2 separate regions of the Gossypium hirsutum genome follow, and region 1 is linked to region 2. Evidence: chromatin contacts called from public Hi-C data. All regions are on one chromosome and are shown on one strand. The core of a region is the stretch at or near the end of the contact, and the rest is flanking DNA. Distances in the headings are between cores, read along the strand shown.

The links. A called contact is a pair of places that touch in the nucleus more often than the background predicts.
Region 1: a contact with region 2 is called in a Hi-C map of hypocotyl, with 4 times the contacts expected there. The contact joins two enhancer-like sites. A contact is called at or near these places in 5 of 34 Hi-C or Micro-C datasets (callus, hypocotyl and leaf).

Annotation. Positions count from the first base shown.
Region 1 is chrD02:44,067,301-44,073,792 of Gossypium_hirsutum_v2.1, forward strand. No RefSeq gene overlaps it. Among protein-coding and RNA genes, the nearest start is that of LOC121215166, 38 kb to the left of the region's middle. Within about 2 kb of position 3,166, at least 5 of the 9 cell types and tissues checked have an H3K27ac peak or open chromatin away from gene starts, as enhancers often do. A contact at or near this core is called in hypocotyl and leaf, where this site is marked.
Region 2 is chrD02:43,883,516-43,889,344 of Gossypium_hirsutum_v2.1, forward strand. No RefSeq gene overlaps it. Among protein-coding and RNA genes, the nearest start is that of LOC107907641, 19 kb to the left of the region's middle. Within about 2 kb of position 2,841, at least 9 of the 9 cell types and tissues checked have an H3K27ac peak or open chromatin away from gene starts, as enhancers often do. A contact at or near this core is called in hypocotyl and leaf, where this site is marked.

The DNA of each region.
Region 1 (6,492 bases), core at 1,916-4,415, 180 kb after region 2:
ATTTAGGGTTTCTCTTTGCTTTTTGGGACCGAATTTGTTCACATAGATCTGTGCTCTTTTTTAAGGAGTATTTGGTTTAAAAAATTGAAAAAAAAACCCTAATAACATATCTCTTTCTTCTTCGTTTGATTGCTTTGATTTTTTATTTCGTATTTTAAATTTTCCCCAAAAAAATTACAAAAAATGGCTTTCTTATGGTTTGCGTTTTTCAATGATCTAGAAACACAAAATGATTAGCAAAGGAAAAGGGACAAGGGGGAGATAGAGAGGGTCGGATTCTTGTAAGGTAAGAGACCGGGGATGGTGTAGAGATCGCCATTGATGAATCAAATGTGACCTGAGTAGGGAATTTTTCTTTCTTTCATTCTTTCTTTTTCTTCTTCTGCCCAGCCCAGCTAGGGTTTTTAAATTGGGATAGTTTCCACCGTGGGAGGCCAATGTGGCAAGTTATGGGTCATTTTAACTTTCTGTTTTGTCTATAACGAAAAATGAACGTTAGTTACCGATTTGTCATTTTTCTAAAATTCTGTGACTGAATTAAAAGTTAAAGAACTATTTTATTATTAGAACTAAAATTGAGTGACTATTAATCTATTTTACCTTAAAAAAATTACCATCACAAATAAAAGAAATCTCACCATGGTGACCTTTTCCCTTATTACCATCACCATCAATACTCCACTGTATTTTTGTCTCTTTTCTCAGTAACTTCTTGGATAAAAGGAATTTTAAAAAGCAAGTTTTGACATGGATTTTCTTCAAGACTTAAAGTTTTTTAAAATTGTTTTCTTAAAAAAAAGTTTGATCTAGAATTTTAAAAAAAATATATTATTTGGTTTGTTTTGATTCGGAAGGTAAAAGAAACCAAATTTAAGGTTTTAAAAAAAAAAGTCGTCGGAATTTGAGATTTATCACTGGAATCTGAAAAATTATTATTTTTCTGGTGAAACATGGGTTTTCCCGTCACCAGAATTCATGTTTTGAAGAACAAAGAGAAGAAATAAAATAACATGGGAAAAAGTCAAATGTTTTTTTAAAAAGTTAGAAGGAAAGAAATAAAAAGTAAATAAAGGAAAATTGAAAAAATATAATTTTTAACAAATATTATACCGCGTGTCAGCTACTTATTAATATATTATTGCCACGTCACTTTCATAATTGCTTGGGATAAAGTGATTGATAAAATAAATCATAATTAGCACATCGAAGAATAAATTTAAAACTAACAATCACATAAATACTAAAAATACAAAATAACTATAGATTTTTATTTTAATAACTTATAATCTAAAATAAAAAAATAACTATATATTTATATATTATCTAAATTCCTTTAATGAGCATTTTCCTTTCTCACTAAAATTCGCCACATTGCCACTAATGCTTTTGGGTTCAAACATATATCTTATTATTAATTTTAATTTAGACATTATAATAGCTAATTTCATTACAATGACTACTTTTAATTTTCTCAAAGCCACTATCACTGCTTACCAAATGAACCCTATATCACACGAATAATGTGAGTGAACGAAATATATACATATATATATAATGTTTATAAATAATTAGTATTTGGTATATTTATAAATAATTAGTATTTGGTACACAAATAATATATATTTTATTTCACAAATAGTTTAATAGGACAGTTGTTAATCCTCTAATGTTATTAAATAGTCTAAAAAATCTATTAATAGTATATCAAATATTATTCTATTATTTTCAGAATTTTTTTGGGTTTTTAATAAAAATATGGTAAATTAAAAATTTATTTTAAAAAATTAGGATAAATTTATATAGAAAATTAGGATAGCTTATCTATCTAATAGTATACAGTTAAGTCAAATAATATACATATGACAAATGCGAACACTATTTATATAAAAAATTAATTTTAAATACCACGTGACCACATGTAGTGAAACTAGTATCTTACATGTTTTCACCAAATGCCATTAAGCAAAAACAAAATCAAGTTAAAAATTTTCTAACATGCTCCAAATTCAAAAAATGGGAGCTTTGTTTTTTTTTTAATTATATATAAATGACTTAGAAAACATGAAAAGTTATTTTGTTGAAATATTTTTGAGTTGGACATGAAATACTTTTTACTCTCAAATATATATAATTTTTATTTTTCTTGATGTTCCATGGCAGTATCTCGTGCAAATCATCACTTGACAAAGTGGTTTTATCGGATACTTCTACATGTCACCCATCTCTCTTTAATAAATTATGTGATAGATGTAAAATTATGGCTTAACATGGTGAGACCACTTTTAGTGAGAGAAAAATAATCATAATTTTTTAAATAATAAAAAATTCATCCCATTTTGAAATAATTATATTTTTATAATAAAACTTATTTTTTATGGAACAGTAAAATTCAAGGATAAATTGAAAAGTATTTTAAATTTTTTTCTTACATAATTATTGTTTGATTAATTTATGACATCAAACTATATTATAAATTTATATAAATTAAATCATGTTTCACTTACTATGTAAGACAAATATATTTATAAGAAAAATATTCATCAGACAAATTAACGGTTGAACGATAAATGTTTTATGTATAAATTTTCATCGTTCTCATAGTCAATATTCAGACTTTTGATTATTTTAAGTATTGTTTTAAATTGTTTTAGTTAAAGATTTTATGTAATAATATAAAAATATAAAAATAATTATTATATTTTTTTAAAAAAATTTAATATTTCCTAATCATTAATGTCACTAATAAGAAGCATTGTAATAATATAAATATTTTTTCAAGTATTAGTATAAATATAAATACATACTAACAAAATTTGAAAATAACCTATGAAAGTGGAAGTTGATGCATTTGGAAAAAGAATAAATATTTTCAATATTTTAAAAGTGAATTTAGATGAGCGATACATTTATTTATAATAAATATAAATAATAATAAAATTAAATATTATAACAGTAGATAAAAAAATAAATTAAAAATACCCCTCGCACCCACCCTAAATCTACTGCAGTCGACCTCTAAAAAACTCAAGTTGGTGGATGATGATAAGAAATGGCGGGGCTTATTCATCAAGATTTGAAAATAAATAGTGTGCAACTAGGCAACTTTATGAGCAAGATGGGACCAGGTCTGGACTCTGGACATAGAAAATACCCTGGCTGTTGCTGTTTGGACTGTGAAAAGGGACCATTTGCAGAAGATAGGGACCCACCTCTGATGTGAGATCATATGGGACATGCATTATTGTGATTGTCATGTCTTTCCCATTTCAAATCATATCAGATAATGATGATGACAGATGGCATTTGAAGGAATGAAAATGTGGAGACACATCAACCTTTGGATCATCATAGTTGATAAAAGATGGGGACATGTGTGGTGTTCGATGATGATGTGAATCGCCCACCGGCTTTCATTAATCTCTGTATGATGATGAACAAAACAAGTGTTATTCCTATAATATCTTTTTCCTCTAGTCTGGTAATTCATTTTTGTATATGTCAACAGTAATTAAGACTTTTTGTTGACGTTTTAATGATTAAAATTCAATTTCTATTAATATAATTTCATCTCTCTAATTCCTAACTTTGTTGTATAACCATTATGTTTATATTTTTGTAGGAAGGATGGGAAGAAACTTGAAAGCAACATTAGAGGTACAGGACTTGCCAAGAGTAATAAGATAGTTCAATGAGTATTTAAGAATAAGAAAATAATGAAAATTTAGAAAGAAATTAACGAAAGGAAAATCATGGGGTTAGGTTGGGTTGCCAATTTTCTTTTTTCCTTTTTTTTTTGTCTTTTATCGAAATTATAATTAAATTTGAGTTATCTCATGGGCTCAATTCACTTTTCACAAAATAATATACTGAAAATTTTATGTTAATAATTATACATTCAGTAATTAAATTAATAAGTATTTTAAAAAGGTGGAAGTAAATATTTTTTCTCAATATTTAAAATAAATTCAAATTTTAGAATCAATATAGTTAGATTTTATCTAAATATGATCTTAATCCGAATAGAATTATACTTAAACTGTATAACATATTGAATTTATATAAATATATATATATCTAAAAATTAAATTCAAATTTTAGATATTCTTAAATAATAACTTCAATCATTCCAAATTTATAAAAATCTTGTTTTATGCCCAACTGTTGAATAATTCTACGGAATCTTTAAGCCTCTAATAAAAATGACTTTGAAAAAGGGAAAAAGACAATGAGCATTACAAACTATTTTAAAGAGCTTTAAAATTTAGTTTGTATATTTTAAATTTAAGATAGTAAATAATTATTCTACCTATAATAATTTATTAAATTGGATAAAGTCAATAAATTATTATAAGTTTTTGATCGAGTTGGTGTCACCCTCAACCGGGTCATTAACTTGGTTAGAAAAATTATAGACACGCTCCTTCGTAAGTAAAATAAATTATATTATTTAAGGGTATTTTAATCTTTTTATTTTAAAAAGTCAATAAAAATATGCATAAAGTAGGATTTAAACTTAAATCAATTGCATTAGTAAAACCTTTAATTTATCACTTTGCTGAAGAATTATTTTGTTATTCTTATACAATTTAATTTTATTATTCACACTTTATTACTTTCATCATTTGTATATATATACTATTAATAAAACCCATGATTGAATTGGTGTCACGGGTTAACCGGGTGCCAACTCGGTTAGAAAATTACAAAAATAGTTTTCTGTCAGTCATATTATTCGAGAGTATGTTAATCTTTTCATTTAAATAAAAATACGGTGGGATTTGAACCCACATGTCAATTAGATTAGTAAAGCCTTAAATTTATCACTCAACTAAAGCTTTATTTTGATGTATTTTATACATTTTTCTTGATATGCACAATTTACTATCTCCACTAGTTTCATATTTACATTTATATGATTAATAAAACCCCAAATTGAGTTGGTGTTACAAGTTATGTAATGACCCAAAATTCATAGGCATCGGAAAAGTTCTTAGAAAATTGAACTTGTAGATAATAATTAAAAATACCTATGAGTTTAGTAGTGTGTTTAATTAGGTTTTAATTAGGTGAAGTTAGCTTAATTTAAAGTAATTAACAAAAAGGACTAAGTTGAGTAAAGGGTAAAAGTTTAATTATAGATTAAAATAAAGTATAAAGAACCAAAATGGAAATTAAGCCAATTCACAAGTATGAGGCGGCATAAATTGGGTAAAATTTAAGATTTTTATGTGATATTTTTATTAAAATTTCATTAATAATTATATTAATTGTTATTATTATGTTATGAAATAAGTTAAACAAAACACAAATGTATAGTAGTCATGGGCAATTTACCAATATAAGCCATTTTTTTGAAAAATTATCGAAATGGGCCCATTATTTAATTATTTATCGGACTGGTCCATTTTTTGGCAAATCGCGTCCACGTCAGCGCGATGTCAGGGGACGCGCCAGCAAATAACGTCCACGTCAGCAAAGCGCGCTGACGTGGCCACGATTTGTCCCACGCATGAACAGTGCTGCAACGGTCAAAGCCCCCCCAACGGTCAAAAAAAACTATAAATACCCCCACCCTTTTTTTTTCACAAACTAATCCTCTCTCAAATTTCCTTTCAATTTCCTCTCAATTTCCTTCAAAATTTCTCTCAATTTAATTTCAATTTGCTCTCAAGTTCTTCTTAAATTTCTCTTAAATATCTATTTTTAAATAATTTTTAAAAAAATTATTTTTTAAATTTTTTTATACCGTAAAATTTTGTACGATTTCAGCAATGACCGGAGAATTGACTCGTCTTGATAATCATCACTTATCGGTGGAACAAATGAAAATGGTAAGCGTTAAATATAATTTTTAAATATTATTTAAGAATTTTTTATTTATACATTTTTAGATAATTATTAATTTATTATTTGTTATAAAAGTCTATAGATCGGGTATTGGAATGCAATATCTGGAATATGCATGCTCCTCCATCACCGTTGGTAGAGAACTACCTGCGGGAAGCGGGTTTTTGGCACGTGACGACGGTAGGCCAGGGATGTAAGGTGGACCCAAAACTAATTAGTGCGTTGATCGAGGGTGGAAACCCGAGACGCACACATTCCATCTTCCATGTGGAGAGTGCACTATCACTCTAGAAGATGTCAGTCTGCAATTGGGATTGTCGGTGGATAGGTACCCAGTCACCGGGTCTGCCCAATCTAGCGATTGGGGGCGGTGTGCTACGAGATTTTGGGCGCTATTCCGGAGAAAATGGAGGGAGGTAAGATCGAGATGGGCTGGTTACGTGACACATTCCCTGATCCGGATGAAGATCAACCGAAATTGAAAGAATCTGATATGCTCGGGCATACATTCTTCAATTAATTAGAGGTTATCTGATGTCCGACACATCACAGAGCCGCGTACATCTAAGATGAATGTTGAAACTCGTTGATTTTAGAGCAGCCGGTGAATTGAGTTGGGGGTCTGCCGTCTTGGCAACGTTATAT
Region 2 (5,829 bases), core at 1,591-4,090:
TCACTCGCTCCCCACTCCGAATGCTCCTCTAGGTAAGAGATGGGGAAGCACCTATTTTTGTAGACATAAAATCTGTTTGTGGAAAATATCTGGCTTTAAACCCCTTCGGTAATAAACAAGTGGGCTCGGTTAATATACGCCAACATAAAATCTTTCGGCTTGCATAATGATAACCAATTGGTCTAACTGATACCTTGAAAAGATTTGTTATTGGACCATCAGAACTTACTTAAAATACCTTCCAACTTAAGACACAATAATTTCGGTAAGAGAAAGCATTACATTGCATAAACTAGAATCACTTGTAGCCTGATCTTATGAAGACCTCCTTCCCCCTACCGATAAAAATCGAGTACTCCACCCTTCGACCCTCTTACGGAATCGATCAACATGGTGCAAAAAAGCTCTCCTTTTCTGCCTTCCTACCATCATTGGCAAGCCTAAATGTTTTTCTGGGTCTTGCACAATTCTAACACCCAAAACCTCTCCCACCGCATCTCTTTCTTGTGCTTCCACATTCGAACCAAAGAATATAAGAGACTTGTCAAAGTTAACCTCTTGACCAGAAACAGATTCATACTCCAAAACTAAATTACAGACAACCTGTGCATTTGCCCTAGAGGCATCGCTAAATAGTACGCATTCATATGCAAAGAATAGATGATTAAGAACAAACCTTTCTCTACCAATCTGTGCCCCCTTCATTTCCCAAGTCAACTTTGCCACATTCAATAGGGTAGAAAAACCCTCAGCACATAGCAAAAAAAAAAAAAAATTGCTGTAGTCCTCTCGAAGGCCAAAATCGATCACCGACTGCATCAATTACCCCCACCGTATAGGATACCGAACAAACAAACCTCATTACTAAAGTGACCCAGTCAGCATGAAGTCCCAAATTTGTCATCATCTCGACCAAAAAATCTCACTCCACTCAGTCTTATGCTCTACTCATACTGAGTTTAAGCGCAAAGTTTCCCTTTTTACCCATTTTTCTCATCTTGAGCGAGTGTAAAACCTTGTAGACAAAAACATTATCTGAAATTTGCACACCCAGTGTAAAAGCCTCCTGGGCCTCATCTATGCAATAGTCCAATAGCCCACTCATCCGTCCAACAATGACTCTTGTAATTATTTTGTAAATGACATTGCACAGATTAATGGGTCTAAATTGCGTCATATTTTTGGGCCTATCAACTTTTGGATTCAAGACGATATGGGTTTTATTAACTTCACTCATCCCAACCTCCCCACTCAAAATCGCTAAACAATATTGAGTAACATGATGGCCTATTATATGCCGGTACCTTTGATAAAGAAGCATGAGAAACGCATTAATACCTGGGGCTCGAACAGGGGACATTGCTTTGACTGTAGCCCGAATCTTTTCCTCAGTAAACGACTGCAAAAGATCATCATTCATGCTATTCGTAATCTTTCGTTGTACTAGGCCCAAAATTCTCATGTCATCCCCCGCATCCGATGCAGTGAACATGTCCATAAAATAATCTAATGCAATACGCAACATCTCTGCTTTCTTAGTAACCTAACTGCCTTCACCATTCTCCAAACCCCTAATTTTATTCCTCTGCTTTCGACTTACTACAGCCTTATGGAAAAAACTAATATTGCGATCACCATTTTTTAACCAGTTGACATGGGCCCTTTGTTCCCAAAACAATTCCTCCTTGTTTGCTTCCAAACTGACACCTAATTGGATCTCAGCAATTTTTGCTAAAACATCATCCCCTGGGTCCTGATCATAAAGTTCCAATAGTCATTATTCCAAATTCCTTATCCCACCACTCTATCCATGTTAACGTGATGGCTCCACCTCTGTAAATGTCCTCCTAGTTTTTTCTAACTTAATAAGCACCTGTTCTGATGAAAGTGCCCACCCTCACCGGATTTCATCTTTACAAGATTCCTCTAAACACCAGTTAGTGTCAAAACGAAACTTATAACTACCCATCCTTAACCTTCGCCGAGCACCTCCCCTCGTGTCAAATAAAATAGGACAATGATCAGATTTGGAGTGATACAAATACGCAACTGTATAATCGAGAAATAGATTCCACTATGCTGAATTTGCGACACCCCTATCAAGTCTCTCCATGATATTATTAGATGCAAACCTACCTCTTTCCCATGTGAACCATCTACCAATAAATCCCAAGTCACTTAAATTGCAATCTTCCAACACCGAACGAAAATCATGCATCTGCCTTTTTGATAGGAAACATCCACCTCTCATCTTAAATGAAAAAGTTATCTCATTGAAATCCCTTACAACCAACCAATGAATCGTCTGATCGTGACTGAATTGTCTGAGTAAGTCCCATGACAAGCTCCTATATCTTTCTTCTGGATTCCCATAAAAGCTCATGAACCTCCACAAAGATCCCTCATCATCATCTTGAATAGTGACATCAATATGGTGTTGTGAGAAACTCTTTAAAGTAACTAAATAGTTGTCTTTCCATCCTAATAATAGACCTCCCTTGGACCCTATAGCCCCCACATCGATGCCATTGCCAAAACCACACTTCCTTCGAACACTTTCCATTCGTTTAGCACTAATTTTTGTTTCTCTGAGAAACAAAAGTCGAGGGGAAACATCTCTCAGTTTTATCCCGGAGACGATTAACAGCCCGTGGCTTCCCCAACCCACAGACGTTTTAACTTAGGGTTTTCATTGAATTCGATTGCTCTGCATGAAAGAGCTAGTTGATTTCTCATTATGGTCCATTCCTACTTCATTCAAAATAATAGACGGTTCCCCCACTAAGTGTTGCCTTTTCATCCCTTCCATTGTCATAAGGGGATCCTCATCCCTGTCCATAGTCAGGTCCATAGGCCCAACAACATTCATGCATTTGTTTTCCAACCCATGATCCATAAACTATTTATTATTTGGATCCTATTTGACGACATAATTCTAGGCCCTAATGGAATGAGATTGGGATTAGGATATATTTTGTCCATGTTATCCCACCGATGACTCTGCAGGCCCCCTCCATCTCAAATATTACGTCTATTTTCCCCCACATTCCATATCCGAATTTTTGCAAATCAATCCACTAGATTCATGCAGCCACCGGCTAACCACTGCGTTTCTCCTCTTCGCCGCCGTATTCAATGAGATGTCCTAGCCAAACACAATTTTTGACGGCCAAGTTTTCCACACATAAAACACAACAATAGTAGTAGTACTAACATCGGATTCTCCCCTGGTTGGATCTTATGCATCAGTAGTAACTGATTATTAAAAATCCATGGGGTACCCTTTAACACCCTGTTCATGCCCACTTCATAAAAAAATTGGAATAAATACTTTTCTCACCAAGATCTGAAATGAATGTCCTTCTAATTGGGTGTCATAAATAAACCATAGTATTCTGTAACGAAGGGAAATAGGCAACACTATAAATCAGACATCGTCCCACCACACATAGTTTGTAATCATCTTCCACCACCAGTGTCTCTTCTCGAAAAGCCACTTCCTCCTCATCTATGATATTCAAATTGGCTAATTCTTCCTCTGTTTCTTTGAGACCAGTACACCTAGGAAAGTATACCCTAACACTCGTGTCAACAGACATATAGAATAGCATGCCAAAACTCTATCACGTGCATATGTATGAAAATCACATATTTATAACACATATTTGTGTTTAAAAATAATACAATAAATAATGAAATGTATGATTTGAAACTAATTAATAGTAACACATGAAATATACACAATATTAAAATAAAAAATTAGATTGAATTGCAAGTAAAACTAAATTTAAACACGTGTATACATATTAACTTAAGATTATTAAATGAATACAATTATTTATCATAGTGTTGTCATCAATCTTAAGTTGGTGTCGAGTTAATTTATAACACCATCTCAATCAACAACATTATTAATATATTAATGTATACTTGAGGGCTTTATAAATAATATATATTTATATATATGAAAATTATTTAATACAGTTTTTTAGACTCAAAAAACAGTTTAAAAGTTAACAAATATATTGTAAAATATAATAAAATCTTAAAAAACCACTAACAATATATCATATAATTAACCATATATAATATCCAAACAACCTAGAAACGAATACACGTGATTTGTTCTTTTATCCACTTGATGATGGAGTCCTACAAACCTTATCAACAAGTATCAGTCTCCATCAACTTTTTATCTGCCATTCTTATCAGATTTTTATTGAGATCACACAATCTATTGAAATTATAGGAAGAAACTATACCCGAAACGGATTCTTGGTTCTTTTTTTCTCCAATGAAGTATATTATTTTTGTACGTAGTCTCCGCTTTATATTATAAATATAAATACAGATCAATTGCAAATAATATATTTCTAAATACCTATGATTATAATCTATCATTATAAATTATAATAAGTAAAATTCAAATCTAAAATTTCAAAATTCTTACAATTTTAAGCTTACAATTAAATACAATTATAGTTAGCATCTATCATACATCCTAAAACATATGAAATAATGCATTTCTTTTAAAACCTGCTTAAATCACAAAATTATACTCATTTTCTCAAAGTTATCTAAATTTATTTACTATTGTTAGAATTAAGTAACCCGAATTCTTATTTAAATAAAATACAGTGGTAAAATAAAATAAAAGCAAAGTCCCTATAGGACTATACTTCTTTTATTTTATTTTAGAATAAGGTTTTTTAAACCTTATTAAACTCTATCTATATGATATTGATTAGAATAAGGTGTTTCAATCTTACTACACTCCTATTAGAATATCGTTTTACAAGCCTATAAATAGACATAGTCTACTTCTCTTGTAATGATTCGAATTCGACATACTGAATTTTCTTCTCCTCTGCCTGTGGTTTTTTTTTCCCAAAAGGGTTTCCACGTAAAAATCTGTGTGGTCTTTATTTTATTTCTCTTTTCTTTGTGATATATTATCATTATCGACATTTTAGTTTTTACAAATTGGTATCTGAGCTTTCGGGTTGTTCATCTCAATCTCAGTAATGGCGTTTTTGAAGTATGAAATTTCGCTGTTGGATCACAACACTAAATTCGCGTTGTGGCAGATAAAGATGCAGACAGTTCTTGCACAGATGGGCTTAGAAGAAGCACTGCTAGGGGTAGATAAGATGCCTTCAACATTGACGGAGGAAGAGAAGAAGCAAAAGGATCGAAAGGTGTTAACATAGTTACATCTGCATTTGTCTAACTAAATTTTGCAGGATGTGATGAAAGATAAGACACCGTTGGATTATGGAAGAGGTTGGAACAAATATGTATGTCGAAAACTCTAACTAGCAAGCTGCATATGAAGCAGCGTCTTTATGATCATTGTTTGGAGGAATGTGCATCTGTGCACGAACACTTAACAATGTTTAAAGAAATTCTCTGAAACTTGGAGGCCATGGAGGTTCAGTATGATAAGGAAGATCTAGGGTTGATTTTACTTTGTTCGTTGCCACCGTCTTATTCAACCTTTAGAGATACAATTTTATATAGCCGTGAGTCTCTCACAGTTTATGAGGTTTATGATTCTTTAACCTCGTATTATAAGATGAAGGATCTTATGGTTAAAATCGACTCTCAGGGAGAGGGTCTCATTATTCGTGAAAGACAAGATCGGAATGCTGATGATGATCGTGAAAAGACACACGAACGAAATCCTCGCAGTAAATCTAAGGGTAGATCGAAGTTTTTAAACAGAGGTAAAACTTGTAACTTCTGCAAGAAGAAAGGACACATTTAATCTGAGTGTTATAAGTTACAGAACAAGATCAAAAGGGAATCTGCGAATCAAAATGGAAAACA